Linked DNA regions of Mus musculus: region 2 is linked to region 1. The links are chromatin contacts, called in public HiChIP or PLAC-seq maps. All regions are on one chromosome and are shown on one strand. Each heading gives the region's core, a stretch centred on a gene start, on an enhancer-like site or on the middle of the called end of the contact. The rest is flanking DNA. Distances are from core to core; before and after follow the strand shown. Region 1 overlaps Vmp1 (vacuole membrane protein 1). Region 2 overlaps Ypel2 (yippee like 2).

What was found. HiChIP or PLAC-seq counts read pairs in DNA pulled down with a chosen protein or histone mark.
Region 2: a contact with region 1 is called in a FOXA1 HiChIP or PLAC-seq map of pancreatic cancer cells. The contact joins two enhancer-like sites. A contact is called at or near these places in 2 of 115 datasets of contacts at active chromatin or transcription factors (large pre-B cells and pancreatic cancer cells) and 1 of 9 other capture datasets (adipose tissue).

The regions. Positions count from the first base shown.
Region 1 is chr11:86,649,215-86,654,585 of GRCm38.p6, forward strand. The region is part of intron 5 of Vmp1 (vacuole membrane protein 1); the gene reads right to left. Among named protein-coding and RNA genes, the nearest start is that of Vmp1, 32 kb to the right of the region's middle. Within about 2 kb of position 3,442, at least 136 of the 459 cell types and tissues checked have an H3K27ac peak or open chromatin away from gene starts, as enhancers often do. A contact at or near this core is called in adipose tissue and pancreatic cancer cells, where this site is marked.
Region 2 is chr11:86,942,045-86,947,883 of GRCm38.p6, forward strand. It overlaps Ypel2 (yippee like 2), which reads right to left. Exons shown (of 5, transcript NM_001005341.3): 3 at 3,889-3,932; 4 at 2,529-2,637. Among named protein-coding and RNA genes, the nearest start is that of Gm51915, 38 kb to the right of the region's middle. Within about 2 kb of position 2,692, at least 42 of the 459 cell types and tissues checked have an H3K27ac peak or open chromatin away from gene starts, as enhancers often do. A contact at or near this core is called in adipose tissue and pancreatic cancer cells, where this site is marked.

The DNA of each region.
Region 1 (5,371 bases), core at 2,192-4,691:
GGAGCATTAGCTAAGGATTGTAAGGTGAACTGAAGCCTTCCTTCCTCCCCAAGCTCTGGTCATGGTGTTTTATAGCAGCAAGAGAAAGCCTAAGTAGGACACCCATCTCTCATTAACTGATAGGGTAAGTAGAAAGAAAATTCATACGGATATAGGAGTTCTATGCAACAAAAATGGTATATAACAAAGTCAGTACAGGGAACAGCTTTAGGGAAAAGTGGCAAATGAAGATTTTGTTTTCTTCAAATTTAAATATAGTATTTCTAGCCCAATAATAACGTTTTAGATATATATGACACTGAACATCTGCTTTTGTTTTATTTTGAGATTCCAGATATCTAGTCTCATAAGTTGTATTTATTATATAATAGTTTCCAAAGTTTGATTGACAGAATAATTCTGCTTTGCTCAAGATAACAGACATTATACTTGCCCAGGCAAGGCTGCTGGGTGAGGATACTCCAAAGTCAGCCCAGAAGGCAGGCTTCTCGAAGGAGTGGACAGAACTATCTGGCTGTGAAAAAAGGTATTTTAAGTTTCCTGGGGATTTTGTTTTGCAGCTGTAGCTGACCTCATCATATACCAGATTCTCTTGTTTTAGCCTTTCAACTTCTGAGATAATAAGCAGCACCATTCCAGACTCAGGTCTTTTTATACAAATTTTATATATTACTACAATTTATAATCTTTCCAGAGTAAAGTACAAAGAAAAAACTTCCATCTCAGATTATTCTGTGAGATTAATTTTATTCTATCTTTAGTGGTGGTAATAAAATAAATTTAGAATTTTTTTAGGCCATCATTTGTGTTGTTTAAAAACAAGTTTTCATTTTGTTGCCCAGCCTCAACCTCCTGAGTTCTGAGATTAGGGTGGGTGCCACTATATACCAAAGAATACCAAACAAGAAAAGTAAGACTTTAATTTGTGCACCAGTGTGCAAGCCTGAGGTTAGAGGACTGAGCTCACTCAGGTCAGCTTTACCCACTGAGCCATCTCAATGGCTGTTCATAACATCTGAGATGATGTCAAACAAAGCTGCCCTGACCTGTCCGTAAAGAGAAATTTTAAGCTGTGCTCTGATGATGATGTAGTATCTATACAAGTCCAAAGAAAGAGCTCTTAGGTCACAAACACAAATTAAGGTCTTCACAAGGAGGTAGGAATATACTCATAGTTCAATCAATTAAAACATTTCTAATTGTAAAATGATGAAATAGTATATGTAATTCTACTTTATTTTACACACACACACACACACACACACACACACACCCCAAACCATTTTCTGGGTTTTGAAGTTTTCAAGTTCTTTGTATGTACACTAGAACAGACCACAATTTATTATAATTACACCTCATTTTTTTTAAACTAGGAACTAGTTTAGTCAAACCTCTTTGGGTGATGAAGACTGAGTGTGTGTGTGTGTTTGTGTGTGTGTGTGTGAGAGAGTATAAATACTCCTAGGAAGACACACTGACAGTCTTACAGTCAAGGCCGCTGTCTTAAAACTGATAAAACATTCCTAAACACTGGCATGCTTCCCCAGCATCTGTAATGTCAACTCATAGCTAAATCTATCATCTACATACAGAAGTCAAGGGAGATCCCAAGGGCAAAATTTCCAATTAGTTTTGTCTGGAAAACTCAGGCCAAAGGTACTAAAGCCGAGGCGTGCTCTGATTCACTGGGAAACCATGTTCGCCTCACTCTTCACTGACGAACAGAAGGACCGTGCTGGTCTGGAATGTGATCACTAGGGATGTCTGGGAGACAAAGGGTTGTCTGCATGACTGCAACCTTTCTTTCTTCCTTGTTTAAAGTCTGACTTTTGGGAGACTTTAGAAGCCACACAGGAATTCTACTCCCCCGAAGTTAAAAACAGTTGCTTTTCTCACCAGTCAGAAAACAACTTACTTAAGGTTCTGACCTACAGAAAGGACTGCTAGATGGGTGGAATATAGAACTACTCACTGCAAATAGACACCAAAAAGCTGACCTATTCCTTTATTTCTTCTTTTTTTAAAATTTCTTTTTAAAAATTCTATTTATAAGGATATTTTGTTCACATTGGATGTCTGTGCCCAAAGAAGCCAGGAAGTTCCTGGGAATTAACTGATTTACAGGTAGTTGTGGCCCAGATGCAATGTGGGCACTGGTCCTTTGGAAGAGCAGCCACTCCTTTTAACCACTGAGCCATCTTCTCCAGCCCCCCAGACCTGTTCTTTAGATTCTCTTTGTCAAGTCACAAGCTAGCACTTCCCTGCTCTTCTCTATAGAAAGCAGCATGGTTTGTCTAAACCCAAAGGCCTGGGCATTAGTTAATGTGAGTGGCAGGTCTTTAAATCTGTTAGACTTAAACAAAGTATAATTAGAATTCTGCCTTATCTTCCTAATGTAACAAAGTGTTTAAAAATAAAACAATGGCTGTGGCACCTAGGGCAAGAATATATTATTATATGTTAAAAGTACACATCTGCTGGCCAAAACAAAAGTAAACTCTAACATTAATTAGCCCATGAACCTTCTGGAAGCAAGTGAATTCTACCAGATTAGTATTCTTAATATAAAGAAATACTTGGGGCTGGAGAGATGGCTCAGTAGTTAAGAGCACTGACTGCTCTTCCAGAGGTTCTGAGTTCAAATCCCAGCAACCACATGGTGGCTCACAACCATCTATAATGAAATCAGATGCCCTCTTCTGGTGTGTCTGAAGGCAGCTACAGTGTACTCACATATAATAAATTAATAAATCTAAAAAAAAAAAAAAGAAGAAGAAATACTTTGTTTCTCCTTTAAAATCAGTAAAATTGGTTTTAAAGATTTACAAATAACTGTGTATCACTTTCAGTACAGTATGATGTTTTAGTATACATTATACACTATACAATGTAAACTATATACATCAATAAGCTAACAATTTTTAGGTGACCCATCACCTCAAATGTTTATCAGTAAGCCTGAGAGGGCAGGCCTGGTAGCACACCCTTTACTCTCAACATTCAGCTGGCCAAGGCGGGGAATCACTCACTGTGAGTTTGAGATCAACCTGGTCAAGCTGCTATAGTGAGCTCCAGGCCAGCCAATGCCAAAGAGTGAGACCCCCACAAAACAAAGAAAACACTAACAAACCCTAACTGACCTTCCTCTTTCTTTTCTGAGGTTGGGCTTGAAGCCGGGCCGTTGAGCATGCTAGGGAAGTGCTCTGCCACTGACCTCCATCTTCTAAGCAAATTTTGATCATGAGTTGACCTAAGTATTCCGAACAAATGGACTACATATTTAGGTAGAGAGCTATGCAAGTTGTTTAACATAGTCTTTGAAGCTTTCTTTTAAGCACACAATTATAAATAGTGACTTAAGGGCAGGAAGCTATCCAGTCTGTATAAACCCCTATGTCCTGGAGACCTTGGTTTCTGCTTTTGATGTGGTGACGCTCATGAGTTAATAGATGAGTCACTCCTTGGGGAGAGAGAGGGAGAGGAGCTACCATTCCCTCCCTCATCAACCAAAGGCCAACAGGCATTTTTTTTTTTCCTAAAAAGAGGCTGCTAATCTTCCAGGATGAGCTCTGACTCAAAGTGATCATGCCACAGTCACCGTGCCTACAGAAGTCAGTATCAGTGACACCACAACCCAATTTGGGGTAATTTCTTCCTTCTTTGTACTCAAAGATTCACAGATGAGCACTGACGCAATCATCAGAGTTAGAAAAAGTAGCGAAGAGGAAGCTGGCAGGTTAGCTCTGAGACAATCACCACCATCATGGCATTAACAGCACAGTTACGGAAACTATTTCTCCGCTTCACTTTACCACATCTCAGTGATAGTTCCCAAATATTTACTTCCAGCAATAAGGAATCAAGAGCCAAAAGGGCCCAGAAATATCTGTACCTAAGGAAACACAGCTTAGAGCAGCACAGACAACTATCAGGCACTACCCACAGCAATGTTTAAACACGAGAAGACAATCAACATGCCAGATTTTAAAAAGGTACAATTTCTGCTCCACTTTAAAATAAAATAATCCAAACTTAAGAGTAAAACAGGCATCTGGGCAGCAAATATTATACATATTTGTTGTGTTTAACTTATAACAAAGGTAAGGTATTTTGTTGAAACGATCATATTAAGAAAATGTCTCTTAAGGAGGAATTTTCAAAGGACAACACAATTTGGTTACAATTTCTAATAAAGCTTGGTCAATTTTATACTATAATCCAATAGTTCCAAATCCTACCTTCACATTGCTTTTAGAAGGGAGAATGCTAATGCTCCAGGCATTTTTCTACTTTGATCCCAAGTGTGAAAAAAGAAATCCTAGTGAATTAGGCTAAAAATAACATTTGTCTGTAAGGGTAGGTATCCCAAAGGCCCAGTGTAGAAACTGAGCTTTGAAAAATCTCTCTGCAGGAAAATGCTCCCCCTAGTGTCAAAAACTGTCTATACACCACACAATGGAAGCCTGCCAATGCAATTATAGCTTTTGCTGCTGTTGTGATCGGGGCTCATGAAACCCAGGTTAATCAACTTTAGAACTTATGTAGGTGAGGGTAGCCTTCAACTCCGTATTTTACCTTTAACGTGCTGAGATTATAGGTGTGGGTCACCACACTCAGCTTTCTTATTTAGATGTAAGACTTTAAACCTTAATTTTGCTCACTCCTCCCCCATACTCTGAGAATGGGTTTCTCTGAGTAGCCCTGGCTGTTCTGGAACTCACTCTCTAGACCAGGCCGGCTTCAAACTCAGAGATTCACCTACTTCTGCCTCTAGAGTGCTGGGATTAAAGGCATGTGCTACCATCACCCAGCAGGCATTTTCTCTTTTTTATTTTATTTTTGAGATTCACTAAGCAGCCAAGGCTGGTGAGAATAGCTAAGGGTGGACTGTGGATGTAGTCAGTAGTAGAAAATTTGGCAAGCATGTTCGAGGCTGTTAGTTTAATCTTTAGCACTGAGAAGAAAACAAAGGCATAACACACATATTGAAAATGATCACTTGTTTTAAACAAGGAGCTGAGAAGCCAGAGATCGCCTCAGACTGTGTTGGCACAGTCTGAGGACTTGAGTTGACTCACAGGACCCATGGGAGAAGCTGGACACAGCTCTTTACATTTAGAATGCCAGCACTCCTATGGGGAACGGGAGGTGGAAGCAGGAGAATTTGCTGGAAGCTCAAGTATGCAACACAGCCACACAAACAACAAAATCCTGTCTCAAAAACAGTAAAACATAAAAAAAGGAGAGAACTGACAGCAAACATGTCCTACGACTTTCACATATGCACACATGCACTGAAACGCAAACCCTTAAGTGTCTCTGGTCTTTTTCTCTTTTATACTCTCTCTTCTTCAAAACAAAAATATAAAAC
Region 2 (5,839 bases), core at 1,442-3,941, 290 kb after region 1:
CGAGCATTTATACATTATCCCAGAACACCTCTCCCGGAAGTCACGTGGGTAATGACAGAGGCACAAGCAGTAGATAAGGGGCTCTTCTGGCAGAGCCTCTGAGATCAGTAAGAAACCAAATCCTACTGTTCCAAAATAATAATGATACAAACTACAGCTTTTTTTTTTCTGTTTGTTTTCAAGACAGAGACTCTTGCGTCTCTGGTGGTCCTGGAATGCAGAGGTCGGCCTACCTCTGCCTCCCAAGTACTAGGATTAGAGGCCTGTGCTACCACTGCTCAGCGGGCATTACTAGTGAACTACCACCTCTATTCAGAACTTTCTATTTCTTGTGTTTTAGAACAAGAGTTCAGACTTTAAGTTGTCTTGTTGAGTGAAGAATCAATCTACAAAGTGAGGAAGAGGGGAGCTAGGAGACCAGAGAATGTGCAAACACTCGGTACTATGGATTCAGCAGCTATGGATTCAGCAGATTTTCCTGTGCACTCTGTCTGTCTGTCTGTCTGTCTGTCTGTGCTATAATTTGAGAATAAGACCTGTTGTGCCTGTGTTTAGGGCAGAAATGAAGAAGAGTAAGAATACTAGGGTGAGTTTTCCTCCGGTATCAAGGGGCATTCCTATAATCCCAGCACTGGGAAACAGGCAGGAGGAAGGAGTACAGCCTGGGCTACATAGTGAGTTCCCAGCATCCTGTGATACGAGGTTTTCTTATTAAATAGAAGAAATGCAAAGTGGATCACCTGCCCACCGGCATCCGTGATGGTGGCTCTGAACTCCAGCAGGAAGTCAATAATCTGGGTCAGTCTCTGGAACCGCTCACTTAACTAACCGATTAGCTACTCAGTGTCTCAACCTATGGGTCACAACCTCTTGGGCAAACCTCAGTCTTCAAAAATATTGGCATCATCATTCATACCGGTAGCAAAATTACAGTTATAAAGTAGCAACAGAAACAACTTTGTGGTTGGGGGGTCACCACACCATGAGGAATTGTACTAAAGGGTCACAGCATTAGGAAGGTTGAGAGCCACTGCACTGTAGGGTTGTTCTGTAGGTTCATAAAAATACCAAGACAAAGGAACAGAACAGAGTTGGGTACACCAAGGCGATCAATACAAGCCATCGGATGCTTCCCCGATGTCCTGCCCATCATCACGATAGGGAGTGGATCGCCATCTTTTTTCCTCTCCTGATGCCAGGGTCAAGTTCAGGGCTTCTAGGCAAGTGCTTCCTACAGTACTCACTCCCAGTAAGTTTATAGTCAACAGCTTTTTATAAAATTGTCAGATCACCAAACCCGAACCTCAAGCAACAAATGAAACCAGCCTACTCAGGGTTATCTCTTCCTCTAACCCAACATCTCAATGGATGAAGGAGTTCTAGGATCAACAGCAGAACTGTGATCATGTGGTGGTGCGTTCCTGTAACAACTGCTCGTGGCGGGCTGAAGAAAAGGACCCAACTTTCAGGACAATCTGTCCCTTGGCAAGACCTAACATCACCGCCACCACACGGCCCCATTGCTCCTTAATTTATTTCCCTGTAATAAACTTTATTATATCTTTTAAGAGATTTTATTAGTTCCCCAGAGAGGCCAAGCTCCTCCTGCCACCTCCTCCAAAATACAAAAATCACAGGCTTGTACCGCAATGCACAGGTGACATTGAATTGCTTAGCACTGAAAAGGCTGAGCGTGAGGGCATAAAGCCAGCTAAGAGACAGAGCCCGTTGGAGCCTCATTCTGCTGCTTAGACGGCATGCAAAAACTAGCTGGTAACTGTGGAAGCACTGATCATACTTTTGTAGAGACCCAAGCCCAGCTAACATACTCAGACAGTTCTGTATTTTGTTAGTTGTCTGTCTGTCTGTCTCTGTTACTTCATTGAAACAGGGTCTCATGTGATCCATCTGGGTCTGTCATCTACCTGCTTTAATCTTTTAAGTGCACGGATTGTAAGTGTATAGGACCATGTTTGGATAGCTAGTGTTTCTTATTTTTGTGTATATGTATATACTTGTTGGTGTGTGCATGTGTGTGTTTGTGTGTGTGAGAGAGAAAGAGAAAATGAAGATGTGTTAGGCAGAGGATAGTGTCAAGTGTCTTCCTGAGTTACCTTTTTGAGTGCCTCCCATTGAATCAGGAGCTCCCCCACTGGCTGCACAGGCTGCCTCGGGGATTCTCCGAGTCTATGCCTACCCAGTTCTGGGATTACAAGCATGTATTGCTGCACCCAGCTTTTCCCAAGGGTCCTGGGTATCAGAACTCAACAAGTCCTCATGTTTATGGACAAGCAGTTTGCTGACTGAGCCGTCTTCCCAGGGTTGTTACAGTCAGCTTTCAGGAGATGCTTTAAGGCCCTGCTAATAATTGTACTCGTGCGCTCCCACGGAAGTGTTTCCAGGCCAGGTGAAGGGATGAACAGGATTACCTTTCTTACAAAGGTACGAGCCCCCAGGGCTGAGGGCAGCCCTTGGAAGAAAGCATCCCTTACCCAGGAGGCCCTCCCTCCCAGGCTCGTTGTACTTACATATTTCCAGCCCAAAGTGGTTTTGCAGTTTTCACAGTAAATGTCTGCAACGGCATGTAGTCCTGTTAGCAACACCCGCTCTTCTGCAGGCCCACAGCCCACATTAACTCTGTGCCAAAGACAGAAAGAGAGCGAGCGGGTGGTTAGTCAGAAGGATAAACAGCCATTAGTCATTCAAGCTGAGCTCCTGGCAAAAACCGACTGGACAGGCCTACTCCCAGGGAAGCCTACAGGGAGAAGGAACTGGTCTAAAACTGAAATGAGAAACATCCATCGCCTCAAAGGTAACCACATGGAAATGTCTCCGTGGGAATAAATCCTGCATCTGCAAGATTCAGTTCTGTGGGTTGACCAAAATAGCTCTGGATGACAGTTTGCTTAGGATTTAAATTTTCTGACACTAATTTATAATCTTGTAACTAAAAGAAAACTCACGTTACATTTACTTGTTGGGTGGATACATGCATGCTGTGGTGCCTTCATGGAGGCAAGGACAGCTTTGGGAATGGGTTCTTTCCTCCTACAGTAAGCTTAGCTTTCAAGCGACCCAACTGTGTTGTCAGGCTTGGCAGCACGGCCTTGGCCATCTCTTCCCCCCTGGTCTTGTAATTGAAAGGGAGGCTCAGCCTCGAGATGGTTGCACAGGGGTTACAGAGGATTGCCTAAGACAGTGAACAAGACCATGTGTTTCCGTCTGTATCATCAGGGTGAGTGACCCTTGAGTATCTATCACACCTGCTTTACAGAACACCTGCTCCAAGGAATGAGCTACATTTCCTTTCACAGTTTATCAGATGTCTGCGAGCTTTTGTCTTCCTAGCCAAGTCAGAGGCTGAATCCCGTGACAGGCTGTGTCGACATCCTCTGCAGAAGGGACGAGGCTCTTCCTAAGCCTTGCCCCTAACATAAGTTCGTTCGTTCTTTCTTTCCTCTCTCTTTCTTCCTTCCTTCCTTTTTCCTTCCTTCCTTTCTCTCTCTCTTTCTCATTCTCTCTCTCTCTCTCACATACACCCTCACACACACACACACACACACACACACACACACACACACACTCACACACACCGTCACAAATCTCAGGTCTGGCTGACCTCCACGATGAAGGTCTATCAGAGACCCCTCTAAGTTTTCCCTGTGCTGGGGATACTGCAGCGAGTACCATTAGTTTTAGTTGGAGATGATGCCAACCAAATTTCCCCTAAGGTAACTGACTACCAGTGGTTAATGGGAATGCCCCTAGGGATTTTATTATTACTAATATTACTAAGGCAGAGAGAGGTCATTGATGAATCAGAGGAGTGCTTGCCCCGCCCCTCGAGACTTGCACCCAATAAACAGGTACCCAGTCAGAAACACTCACACTGAGTTGAAGAGGTAGGCTCGCCCTTGACTTCCCTGGAAGGACTGAAATACAAGAAGACAAATCAATAGTTAGACATCCATGTTACTTATTTGGGAAACCGACCCCAAATCGCAACCAACCTGACTGCCCATGCAGAAGGGAGCATGCGGCCAGCAAGAGCTCTAGCTGGCAGGTGGCATGGGGCAGGAGGTGGTGAAGACAGAATAAACAGTTCAGAGATGAAGGCAGCCCACACACTCGGGCTATTTTTACCAGCTCAGGTGACTTGATGGACAGGGGTACAGATGACAAGAGAGTAGCCAGGCTGGTGTGATGGTGCAGTGTGTAACACCAGCACTCGGGAAGCTATGGCAAGCCTGGGACACACTGACAAAGTTGATCTTTATTTAACAACAGAACTGCAAGTAATTAAATACCCCTCCGTTCTTCACGTTGCCCGACAAGGAATTCACTGGGAGAATTAATCTGCACGGATGTCACACACAGTGGCCTCTCACACACAGTGGCTAGGCATGGAAAGCCAGTACAGACCCTTTGGTTTGCCCTCTTCTTACTTGGACCCCAGCACAAGAGCCTGCACTCATCATTTGCCTTGCTCCTGGCCCCTCAGCAGTTCCAGTCCTAAGTGGGGATTCCAGGGCTCCTCTTCTGCTGTGTACGTGATCTCAATGATGCCCAATGGGCAGAAGTCTCATTTCACCCTCTAGCTTGGCCTGCCTTCTGGCTTGCCAGTGACAGACAGAGGTGACAGAAAGAAGCCAGGGCTTACCATGCAATCTGGCATCTCCCTCCATTAGCACAGGTTTCCCTCCTCTGGTCTCAATGAGCTGTCTGGCCGACATGCTCTGCCTTGCTGCTTGCATTTTTAATGTGGTGTGACAATGGTATCCCAATTTAACTTCCTAGTCAGCTCTGGGGGGTTGCGGGGTGGGGGTGGGGGGACCAGCATAAAAACAGACACGGAAACAAGGAACTCTGAAGAAATCTGGGGTGTGGAGCTGACAGATGACTAAAAGCACCAGATGGGGCTCTGAGCACTGTGCCTAGACAGCCATTCTGTCAGGAGTACAGGTCTTCAGGGTTGGTGCCTCTGGCCAGAGAAAGGCAGACTTCCTGCGGAGGAGCTGGGAACTGAACAGCTGGATAAGGGGATGCCTTCCTGCCCAGGTACAGCTCAAGCAGCAAGCAGAGAGATAGTCACCGGCCTCAGTCCAGACCTGAACCGTGTTTCTGGAAACAGCCAGGGAGCATAAGACCCCCCACCCCCACCCCCCAGGCACAATGAAGCTGCTCTGGGAACCATGGCCTCTCTCTCAAACTCCACACAAAGGTCCCTGTGACAAAGCCAGACTTTACACAAACGGCTCAAGGGAACAAAAGCTGCCCACTTAGTGACTCCTCTTGCTACTTTAACACTGTGCCCTATGCTAGCCCAAGCTTACCTGCACTCAATGGCTGACTTCCCCAGCTTTGTCCACCCTGTCATCCTCTGACCTTCCCAGGAAGACACACACAACCAACACCTACGGCTTTCTTTGCATCTGGATTTAAATTTTTTTTAAAAAGATTTATCTATTTATTTTAGGCATTTGAGTACACTGTAGATGTCTTCAGACACACCAGAAGAGGGCATTGGATCCCATTACAGATGGTTGTGAACCACCATGCGGTTGCTGGGAATTGAACTCAGGACCTCCGGAAGAGCTCTTAACTGCTGAGCCATCTCTCCAGCCCTTGGATTTAAAATTTTTGAATCAAATTCCTTCTCTATGCTGTGAGTCTCAGAGGTGCAGCTCATATCTTCAGGCTCTCTTCCAACCCGCAGCATGTGACTCTGGCACATATTAATTGTTTTATTTTTATTTTGAAGTCTCATTAGGTATCCCAGATTGGCCTTGAACTCGCAGTAATCCTCCTGCTTCAGCCTCCAGAGCTGATAGTATGAACT